Regions from separate parts of the Sus scrofa genome. Here region 1 is linked to region 2. A link is a contact called in public Hi-C data. All regions are on one chromosome and are shown on one strand. Each heading gives the region's core, a stretch centred on a gene start, on an enhancer-like site or on the middle of the called end of the contact. The rest is flanking DNA. Distances are from core to core; before and after follow the strand shown. Region 1 has its middle 330 kb from the start of SGK1. Region 2 has its middle 150 kb from the start of ALDH8A1.

Region 1 (5,761 bases), core at 2,169-4,668, 210 kb before region 2:
TATGCTGTGGTGTGACCCTAAAAAGCCAAAAAGAAAAAAAAATGATGGCAATTCACCATTAATTGATCTATACACTCAATGCAATATCAATTAAAATTCTAAAACTCTTGCCTAAAGAAATTGATAATCTGCTTTTGAAATTTACAAGCAAAGGCATAGAATGGCAGTAATAATTTTGAAAATGAAGAACAAAGTTGGAGGACTTGCACTACCCAATTTCAAAATTTATTACAAAGCTACAATCTTCAAGACGTTATGGTAATGGATAAAGATAGACAATTAGATCAATAAAATTTAATACAGATATAGATCCATACTTACACCATCAGTATAGGTTTTTTAAAAATGTGCCAAGGTAATTCAATATGGGAAGGATAGTCTTTTAAAATGATGCACTGAAATAATTGTATATCTGTATGGATTTTTAAAAAATAACCTTGGAGTTCTCCTGTATCTCAGTGGGTTAAGCATCTGGTGTTGTCACTGCAGTGGCTTGGGTCACTGATGTGGCACACGTTCGATCCCTGACCTAGGAACTTCCACATGGAGTGGGCATGTCCAAAAAAAAAAAAATAATTAAAGGTAAAAAAATTAACCTTGACCCTCACCATGTATCACAAGCAAAAATTCACAGATAAATGTACAGGAGAAAAATTCTGTGATTTGATCAAAGATTAATCCAAAGGGCACAGAAAGCACTGATGATAAAAGACAATATTGCTAAAGGACATTAGCAAAATTAAAAACTTAGGTTCTTAGATACACAGACTGAAAGAAATAAAAAGGCAAGCTGTAAATTGAGAGAAAATACTTGTAAAGCATATGTCTGTCAAAGGACTTGTGTCCAGAATCTATAAAGAATTCTTACAATCCTATATAAGCAGACAAACACAATAAAAAAATTTGGCAAAAGATTTGAACAAATTCTTCACACAAGGAGATATACAGATGGCAAATAAACATATAAAAGTATACTCAATATCTCTAGTCATCAGAAGAATGCAAACTAAAACCACAAAGAGATCCTATTACATACTCACTAAAATGGCCAAAATTAAAAGCATTGACAATATCAGGTGCCAATGAAAAATGTGGAGCAACTGGACTTTCATATAGTATTAGTGGACCAAACTATTATGGTCCCTTTGGAAAACAGTATGGCAGTGTCAAGTTTAAACGTACTTTTATCATCCAACTCAGCAATCCCATTTCTATATATTGAAGTGAGAAATTAAATAGATATCCACATAGAGACTTTTATATGAATGTTATAGCAGCATTATTCATAAACAATAAAAGTAGAAACAACTGAATGTCTATCAGTTGGTGAATTCATACTGTGAAATACCAGAAGCATCATCATGGAACACAATATACAGAGCATAAATAAACCTAAAAACAGTCTAAAGGAAATAAGTCAAACCAAAAGACTATTTATAGTATTACTTTTTTTACATTAAACTCTTAAAAAGGCAAAGACCTAGTGTCAGAATGAACAGTGATCTCTGGGATCAGAGATTTAAGGAAGACATTAACTGCAAAGACATTAGGTTGTGTCTATTGGCTTGACACCCATCATGAGGTGAATCCAGTTTTCAGGTAAAACTCACAAAAAAAAAAAAGCCTATGAGGTTCATAGTATATATAGAAAAATCATTGTGGTCCAGAGAAGTTAAGTGCCCAAGGGCACACTGCTAGGATCAAAGTTAGACTAGAACCCAGTCCAGTTCTGGATTCTTGCCATTTTATCCATCTTAGGTAATGCTACAGAGAAACAGCTCTACCATCACTACCACCCATCCCAAACTTCATGGACTTGTCTCTTTTTTGTTTCTTTCAGTTACCATGTTATTTTTTAATTCATTAATCCTTTAAGTCATTAAACCAGGATTTACTGAAGTGAGCACCTCCCTGTGCCCGGAATATATTAGGTGCGTACCGGGAAGGAGTTCAAAGTCTAGTGTGGAGACAGAAAAGTGAACAGATTCTGATAGTTGCCAGGATACAGGGAAGTAGAGTGTGAGATGGGAGTGAGCCCCAGAAGAGACATCTAAAACAGATTCTGGCACCAGGAGGAGGCTGGAGCAGGTGAACTTTTGAAAGAGATGAGGTCTGCACCCAGCCAGCCAAGTGAAATAGCAGGGGAGATGATCCTGCGGAAGAAGCAGCTAGAGCACAGACATGGCATCACGAGATGTGCAGCCTTCTCTGGAACTGCATGGAAATTTGTTCAATAGGTAGGTTGAGTGGTGAAGGGGAGACTTGCGAGTTAAATAGGGGTCAACTCATAAAAGGCTCTATATGCTTGGTGAAGGCCTTTGAATTTTATGCTGAGGCAAAGGCAGGGCATTCAAGGATTTTAAGCTCCTTAAGCAAAAGGATTTTGTGTTTTGGAAAGATCCTGATAGCTAGATTAGGAAGAAAGGAAGAGTCAAGCTACTGTTGCTATTACGCTGGCACAACATAATGTGTCAGACAGCTGCAGTGAAGAAAGATGAGAGGGAGCGATGAAGAGGACTGGTTGGTTTACCCTCCCACCTCCCAACCAGTCAGGAGGTTTCTTTCTCTTATCCCCCTCTTCTCTTTAAAAGAAGAAAGTATAAAGCATTGGTGGGTCCCAGGCTTGGACCTAAGTAGCTGGTAGCGATGCTTACTGAGATGAGCATGCCAGAGGGCCAAGGCGTGTGATGCTCCTTCCTTGATGGAACCTCAAGCAACTCTTCCTAACAACCACATGGTACTGGATAGTTATCTACATTGTTCTTTCACATGCAGTTTGGTTATTCTTCAACAGAAATATATATATATATGTATACTCTTTTCTAGTTCTTTGATCATAGCATTATTCACCCATTAATAACCTCTGATATGAATTTGCAAATAAAGTCCACTAGCCAGATGGGATTTATTGATTCTCTAACCAGGAAAACATGCATGCACAAAAAGCCCTGCCCTTTCTTTTCTTCTTCTTTCCTTTTTTTTCTTCCCTCTGTCTTTTTCTTTCCTTCCTCCATTTCTTCTCTATTCTTCCATTTCTCTCTCTTGCTCTCACTCTCTCTCTTTCTTTGTTAATCCGAGAGAAACATTTTCTCCAAACTCAAACTGATTTCTCTTATTGGTTCTAGCACAAACATTTGCATCTGTAAAATCTGGAGTTGGATAGAAATGTGATACTGAGTTTGACATTTCTATGGAACGTTCCATCAAATATCCCCTTCTTACCATCCCCTTGCTCTTCCCATGACCCATGGTTTAGCCTCTGCAAGATGGATTACATTCTTTCTTCCAGCTGGCATGAAGATACCACCTCATGGGAAGAAGTTTAAAAATAATTGTAAGCTCATTAAATGTAGCAGTATCTGGGTGAGAGGGAGGATACAGCATGAGGGGAGAGTGGACACAGGAGATGGGAGAGGGCACATGTTTCCATTTATAAGCAAGAGCTTTAAAACTGTGCCAAGCAAAGCTGCTGGGGGACCAAGGCAGAGTAAGAACGTGAGCACAAATCACCACATCTGACTATGACAAAATACTTTGGCTGAAGCAGTAAAAAGACTTTAAGGTAACTTTTTGGGAACTTTCAATCATTGTTCCATTGCCATCAACACATGATATACAAGGCTGATGAAAAGAACAGTACACTGGGAAGCCAGCCACAAACTCAAATTATGGGTTTTCCATAGACTTGTTATAAGAATTAAAAAGACTTTTCATGGATTTGGGCTTCAATATCCTGACCCATCAACAAATAAAACAATAACTGCTACCTCAAAAGACTTTATAAAAATATACTGAGATAACCTTTGTGGAAATTTTTCCACTATAAATTTCATTTAGTATTGCTGAAACTGCACAACTCAGATTGGAACTTGAACCCATGAGCTGGGACTCTAATGCAGCCAAAATCCATGTTGGGACTTGAATCCACTGTCTTAATTAATGTCATTCTCTTAAAAGTTGTCCCCTGCCCCCTTCCCTCCTGTTCATTAGCAATTATTATTATTATGGAGAGAAAAAAATTTTCAGAGTTAGAGAGTATTTACTTTTTAAAAAAGCAAGGCATAAGAAAAAATAATTCATGGGGAAAATATTTTTTTATAAAATTCTGATCTCCTTCTAAAACTTTAGATTAAAATAATGAGCATTTTAATCTTTAGTGGAGACCATTACGACAATAAAAACAATTTCTTCCCATGTAGACTATTTTTGTTTTGACTCTTGAATAAGCATCACATGGGAATATCAGTTAAAGGGATAAAAGCTGAAATGATGAAAATAAATTTTAGCTTCTTAAAAATATCACAAAAATCATTTTTGCTGTAAAATAAACTTTTTGGCAGATACAATGGTATTGGACCTTCACTGTGATGAAATTACATCAAGCATTTTAATTAATTTTTGGTTTTCTTAGAATTTGGCTTTATTTTTATAGCATGTATTCAACTGCTGAATGCAACATTATCTAATTTTGTTTCAGCTTCTGTAACTCATAAGCAAAGGTCATGATGTACTTGCAACTTTATATAAATTGAGACATAGAAGATCATTAGGAATCAAGATCTTTTCATACTTTCATCACCAAATAGGAGCTCTAGCTACATTCTGGTAGTGAATTTGGACAACTTTCAAGTTTCAGGTTTTGCTAAAAAGGGCTATTAAACAAACCAAAACCTTCTAAATAAATGTAGTACATCCCAGAACATTTCCCCCAGGCAGGCAAATCTGGTTCATTGGGGATAATGACTTATCGGTAGCAAGTGAACCATTACACACAATCCATATAACTAGACTCCGAATGTAGCTGCATCCAAATATTAGTGGAGTAAGTAGTAAAACATTCCTTTCCAATAATGATGACTTAATCTCAAAAACATATTAGTAATAAATAGCCAGGGTTTAATTTCTTTAAAATCTGTATGCAGAGACGTAGATTATTTTTTCCATGACGTAACAACCTACTTCCTGTCCAACTCACTAGAGAGATTAGTGTCTAACTTGGCAATTAAAACACAGATACATCAGGACACACACAAAGAAAGTACTGCAGCTGTTACCCTTTATCATTTAGTCAGCTGGATGGAGCAGAAGACAGTAAACTCCAGACCATTTTGCTGGATTTAATCAGGCTTTCTGTGCGAGAACCTAAACAGGATGGTCTTTACTTTGAGGAGCTCAGAGTCAGGGAAAGCAATTGTCCATGTACCATGATAGAGCCATCTACAAACCAGCAGTTCTTACTTAATTATAACAGAATAATTATTGTTATGTTAGGGATAAAGACAGTCAATTTCACTACCTCTCTTGTTATGAGTAAACAGTTTCACCATCATAAAGTGAGACACAGCAGCAAATGAACAAAATCTGGAAAAGGAAATACAGCTGGTATTGCAGTAGTGGATTGAGAGTTAATTTCATTTTTCTATCTTTTATTGTTTTTAATGTTATTTTCTTTGTCTTTTTTTTTTTTTTTTTTGTCTTTTCCAGGGCCTCACCCGCAGCATATGGAGGTTCCCAGGCTAGGAATCTAATCGGAGCTGCAGCCATCTGCCTACGCCAGAGCCACAGCAATGCCAGATCCAATCTGTGTGTGTGACCTACACTGCAGCTCACGGCAACACCAAATCCTTAACCCGCTGAGTGAGGCCAGGGATTGAACCTGCAACCTTGTGGTTCCTAGTCAGATTCGTTAACCACTGAGCCATGACAGGAACTCCTTAATGTTATTTTCTATCATGAAACTCCTGATAGAGTAACAAATGCT
Region 2 (5,971 bases), core at 2,537-5,036:
CGGCCCTGTGGCAGGGTCTTAGGTTATTCTTCTCCCAACTTCCTTGCTCTTCACAAAGCTTATAGTCAAAACCCCTCTTTCTCTGTCACGTGCTTTACCATACATGACAGTTCCCGGCATCTTTTTTATGTCCCTGCTTATCCCTGTATAAGAGGGGAGCGTCAAACTACATATAAGGAGTGTATCCCAGTGAGTTTCAGACGTATGTTGCACGTCTGTGAACTGGTAAGAAGGTCTGCCTACCGTCTATGCACCTGAGCACCTGAGAAGCCTCCTGCTCTAAGAGAGGAGTGACGTATGCCAATGATTTAGGTGTTCAGGGGGCGAGAGAGTTTAGCTCTAACACGGTGATTACGTGCAGCCCAACTCCCTATAGGCCTGTCTGAAGTCCGGTGTATGGTAGCACTCAAAATAAGAAATGAAAATTCTCCTTTTCCAAGCATTCTGTTGGGGCACAAACAGCCGTGATTTTGTGTCGATCCAACAGAGTGACAGTCAGAAAGGCGAAAGGTCGTCTTGACACATCTGTCACAACAGAACACCACCCCCTGCAGCACCTAGGATCTCCAGGGGTTGAGCAAAGGTAGATCCCTATAAAAGACAGCTCCTGCCATACCCAGTTTAATGGCCATTGGTGAGTATAGAGACACCCAGGAAGAAGATATTGGAGTGGAAAGAGGAGAAAAGTCAAGGAGGCCTCATGGAAACTGAATACAACCTATACAGTTCCCCTTGGGGACTCCCAGCAATAGCTGAGAAGGTGGAGTCTACTTCACAGAGGTCTAAAGTCAAGGGAAGAAAAGCCAGTAACACAGGTTTTCCTTCTCATAGGATTGATTTTCACCCTGTGTAATTCATATATTTTGGAACCAAAATTCTCTTGGTTACTGAAAGTAGAAATAAATTTCATTATACTTGGATTTTAATTAAGGCAAAGTTGCAGTTCCAGAAAATTTTTTGTGTGCTGGTTTCTATACACAGAAAACTAAAAGGGGACGGTGGCAAAATTATCGGAAGAAAATATTATTTCAAGTGATAAGCACAGATCAATTTTTTTAAATGGAAGTTCGTTTCACTTTAGAGAAATACGCTCAAGTTGAGTTTGTGTCTCAATGGTTATAAATCTATGTTATTTATCTGATCAATATCTACTGGATCTTCCTGACTGAAATTCTCATCAGCACCCAAAAGTTCATAGTGTTTTCAGCATGGAACTTTCCATGAAGATTTAGAGCCCTTTGCCTTTGAATATGCATGATCTCAATCCCATCTGAAATGAGGAAGTGTGGCAACATAAATACTATATATGCAATTCTGATCTCTGCAGAAACAATAATCTGTTTTATTTTGTCTTGAAAATACTAATATTTTACTAAAATATGCCAATTTATTTGTTAGAAGAAAATATAGATTCATCACTGAGGAAAAAAATCTGAAAAAAAACTGTACCCCTATTTGCCACAGAGCCACATAGATATGGCAAAGAACACAGGTACCAGTAAATCTTAAAGACTATTTTCACTGGACCCCCTTATGTTTACAAACAAGAAATGGGCTTTTGGGGACCCAGTGGCAAATCCAGTACAAGAATGTTATCCTCTTAAGGCTGAGCCTGGTGCTTTTCCCACACTGCCAAAAAACTGAGTCAGTCCCTGGGTTCCTCCAACATCAGTTTCTAGAATGAGGCTGTACATGTTTTTTCCTGAGCTCAGAGAAGAAACCAGGTACCCATCTCTGTTTCACTCTCCTGCCCATTATAAGCATTGCCTTAAGGCACATTCTCTTCTTAGCTATGGAGTTGACATTAGGGACAATTCTCTTCAAAAATTTAGGAAAGTGAAGCAAATACGAGGGCCTATGATGAGAAGCGGGCATTCACTCTTTCCCATCGTTCCCGTCCACATTTGAGGTTTTATGTCAAACACTTCTTAAGACGAAGGATATTTGACTCACGAAACCTGGAAGAATACTGAGCAGCATTTGGACATTGTGACCTCCTGCCATATTCCATTCTGTTCACAGTAATTGACTAAAGCTGACACCTATCATTGAATAAAGAATTGTATGTAGGTTTCTGACCTCTTCCTCCACTTGGATAAATGGACCTATTCAAATGCACTCCAATATACGAGTGCATGGGTAAGCAAATATCTAGACAGCCCTAAAGATATGTATTAAGTAGGAAAGGGTTTCAATACATTAACAGTGAGGAGTAAAGAGCGATCATTATACTTGCTGCCAAATTTCTAGGAAATTGACTAAGCACCTGATTCCATAACCATTAGCTGTGAAGAAGGAAAATGGAGCAGCAAAACATAAAGCTGCATATAACATGATAGCCATGAAAGAAGAGCCAAAGAGAAGACTAGCGATGAATTACAGCAAGCCTGTCTCACTGTATCTGGTTGAGTAAGTGCTGGAATGGGAAATCCCATATCAAGTTCCATGTTCCACTGGGTTGTGTCACATAGAGTGCCAGGAGCACTTACAGACTTAAGAAAATTTCCACTGGCTTTCTTTTCATTCCACAACGGAAGGGAAAGAAGATACTGTCAGAAAGTGCCTGGGCAGCTCTGAGTTTGTGTGAGGATATAAGAGGTTCATTAGGCTATTTATTACTGTGTGAACCTCCCACCAAGACCAATTTCACAGGTGGTATTCCTAAAACCAAGCAAGCACTGAGGCTGGCTGACATTCCAAGCTCACTCCTCATTCAAGTAGCTACTACAACCTTCAGCATTGTCTGCAGACCACAGTTAGATTTTGTAATACCCAGAGATTACCAAGCTATTTGCACAACTTCTAATTTTCAACATTTTTCCACTTCCCTCCCCAAATTTAAATAGGTCATTGCTATTTTTATTCCTCCTCGAGTTTATTTGGTTCTGAAAACTGGTGCTTAAAATCATTTCCTCATTAATGGGAAAGAAAATTAAAAAAAAAAAGAAGGGACTCTCAGATGAATATTTCATAGTCAGATTCCATCCAGTAGAGTTATAAGAGGTCCACAAGGCAGGGCACTTTTAAGCATCATTTGAAGGATCCAGAGATGCATGATTTATGTCTGTGATCTATGAATCACAGCCATGCCCTGGCAGAGACATCAAGATGACACTTTTAGTGGGGTGTTCCAGGAAAGCCCTGAACAAATAGGAGAAGGACTATCTGTCTGAAGTTCACAGCTGAGAGAGTAATGGAAGGGACATTCAGAGGTCAGACAAAGGAGGTGACCAGGGAAATTCAGTGGATTATATAGGTCCTCACTGTTAGAGCCTCCCCATCCATCACCTCTTTACCTTTGGTTTTTGGCCACTTATCTAACACAGCCTGGCTTGTCAACAGCTAGTGGAGGTTACCCCAAGGACACACAGAGACACTGATGCGTGGAAGTCATGGCAGCAGCAAACCCAGGTTAGGTTTCAGTCAAGCCATTTAAGTCTCAATGGAAAGATTTTTTTTTCCCCTTCTGCTCAATAACACATTCATACCAACTGAACAGGAAGCAGACAAGTTCAGTACAAGTTCAGCTTCCACCCCACCTCTTCCCTGTGCCTGGGTTTAAGACAGGCTGCAGGACCTAAACTTAGTTTCACATTACACCCACACATACTTTGGCTCCATTGTAAAGGGAGGTCAGCAGACAGCCTATAAAACATGAAACACAAATCAGAGTTCTTATGGATGCATTTCCAGGAGATATAATCACTGGCACATTCTACCTCTCGGGATTGTAATCTTTGGCTCACCTCCCCTGCCTGCTCCAGATGGCCTGTGGGTGGGGAGTGCAGGACCAGGCCCTTCTAGATCACATCCTTCATGCGCATCACGCTCTCAATGACAAAGAGTCTGAGGTGACAGCACGACAGCAAAAGCAGATGGGAGTCATAGTTTTAGTCATTTCCCATATTTCTCCATTTTTTTTCACAAGCCAAGAAGACTGCTGATGGTATTTGACAGCAGATGTCAGTGACCCGCAGGGATGACAGTCCAGCAGTAGTGATGGAGCAGGGGTGAGCCAGGCCAGCTGGACTTGATGAATGTCAGATTAGAGCAATAGTCAAGTCACACACATGGTAAATAGACATGGCATTCAAGTATAAGGAAGGCTGTAGATATGTATGTATATGTGATGAGACCACACCAGCATTCCAGGGGATCTTAACACAGAAAATGATTTCTATGGCCAAGTATAGTTGAGAAAAACTGCGTTAAACAAAGACTGATTTCTTAGTGCAGGATTTCTCAGGACTTTAGGATGCTATTGTGTATGAACAGATCTTCAAGAAGCAATTTTCCCGTCAAATTCTTCTTTTAATGAGAGTTTATTAACATTTCATGGGACAGGTACTCCATTTGATAAATGCTGGGCTGGATAATTACTATACTGCATAGTTTCTATTCAATGTGAGGCTTTAAGAAAATAATTATTGACATTTCTCTCCATTCATTATTTTAGGTTCTACTATTTAAGCGGCTAATGGTAGTGCTAAGAAACAAAATAGGTGACATTAGAAAAACTGATCTAAAAAATGGGAAATGATACAAAGCAACTAAACTTTGAGCTGATAAAGGACCAATAAACCATCATCCTAAATACCCAGTGCTTCCAAAGATAGAAAATAATTTCTGGAAAATACTGAACATGGTTGAGTAAAGATTTGTGATGTAAAAAAACCTGGGGAAAGAGTTCCCTGGTGGCTCAGGATGTTAAGGATCCGGTGTCGTCACTGTTCTGGTTCAGGCAAAAAGGAAAAAAAAAAAAAAAATCTGGGGAAAAACAGCCAAAGAGATGAATTTATACGTAGCTTCAGAAAAATTACATTGTTGATAAAACGGTATAAATGACAATGTGATTGTTATACTATTCCATTAATAACTACTCGTTAGCTCAAGTATCAAGATGCTCACTTCCTTTAAAAGCCACTGATGTCTCATTTCAAATACCAGTAGATACAGTATTTGGGCTTATTTTTTTAATATGGGAAACAGACTACCCTCAAGATTAAAAAAAGAAGACTGTGAACATGCTGTGTAATGTACTTTAGAAAACCTGAAATTCTACAAAAGGAAATATGAATAAAAAAACAAACTTTGGAGTTCCCATCGTGGCTCAGTGGTTAACGAATCCGACTAGGAACCATGAGGTTGCGGGTTCGATCCCTGCCCTTGCTCAGTGGGTTAACGGTCCAGCGTTGCTGTGAGCTGTGGTGTAGGTTGCAGACGCGGCTTGGATCCGCGTTGCTGTGGCTCTGGCGTAGGCTGGTGGCTACAGCTCCGATTCAACCCCTAGCCTGGGAACCTCCATATGCCACAGGAGCGGCCCAAGAAATAGCAAAAAAAAAAAAAAAAAAAAAAACAAACTTTAAATGATATTAAATTGTTCTCTTGCAAAGAAATGGAAAATCTTTTAATCCTCTTAGCAAAGAAATACTTTCAGAAGTGTAGACTTAAATTCTTCTTTTTTTTTTTTTGTCTTTTCTAGGGCCGCTCCCAAGGCATATGGAGGTTCCCAGGCTAGGGGTCCAATCGGAGCTGTAGCCATCGGCCTACGCCAGAGCCACAGCAGAGTGGGACCCGAGCCGCATCTGCAGCCTAAACCACAGCTCACAGCAACGCCAGATCCTTAGCCCACAGAGTAAGGCCAGGGATCGAACCCGCAACCTCATGGTTCCTAGTCAGATTCGTTAACCACTGAGCCACGACGGGAACTCCCTTAAATATTTTTTAGAAGGGTTTTGCTATGTGTATTGCAAACTGAGATAGATAAGCCTTTATGTAAGCATTATTACCTTAAATATGTATGTAAATTGTTAAATTTTGATTGGGCAAATTTGCTTCATCTCCGAAACATAAATATGCTTGTATATTTAGTTACAAGAATAATGATGTGAGATTGGGTTGTGGACAGTGAAAAAGAATGTCTGGCTGTGGATTTTTGCTATTGTTATCAAAAGCCAATTCCTAGGAATTT

Evidence for each region. Hi-C and Micro-C count contacts between places; a contact is called where the count stands out from the background.
Region 1: a contact with region 2 is called in a Hi-C map of skeletal muscle, with 3 times the contacts expected there. The contact joins two enhancer-like sites. A contact is called at or near these places in 1 of 47 Hi-C or Micro-C datasets (skeletal muscle) and 1 of 2 datasets of contacts at active chromatin or transcription factors (alveolar macrophages).

The regions. Positions count from the first base shown.
Region 1 is chr1:29,416,093-29,421,853 of Sscrofa11.1, reverse strand. No RefSeq gene overlaps it. Among named protein-coding and RNA genes, the nearest start is that of SGK1, 330 kb to the left of the region's middle. Within about 2 kb of position 3,418, at least 2 of the 83 cell types and tissues checked have an H3K27ac peak or open chromatin away from gene starts, as enhancers often do. A contact at or near this core is called in skeletal muscle, where this site is marked.
Region 2 is chr1:29,205,021-29,210,991 of Sscrofa11.1, reverse strand. No RefSeq gene overlaps it. Among named protein-coding and RNA genes, the nearest start is that of ALDH8A1, 150 kb to the right of the region's middle. Within about 2 kb of position 3,786, at least 18 of the 83 cell types and tissues checked have an H3K27ac peak or open chromatin away from gene starts, as enhancers often do. A contact at or near this core is called in skeletal muscle, where this site is marked.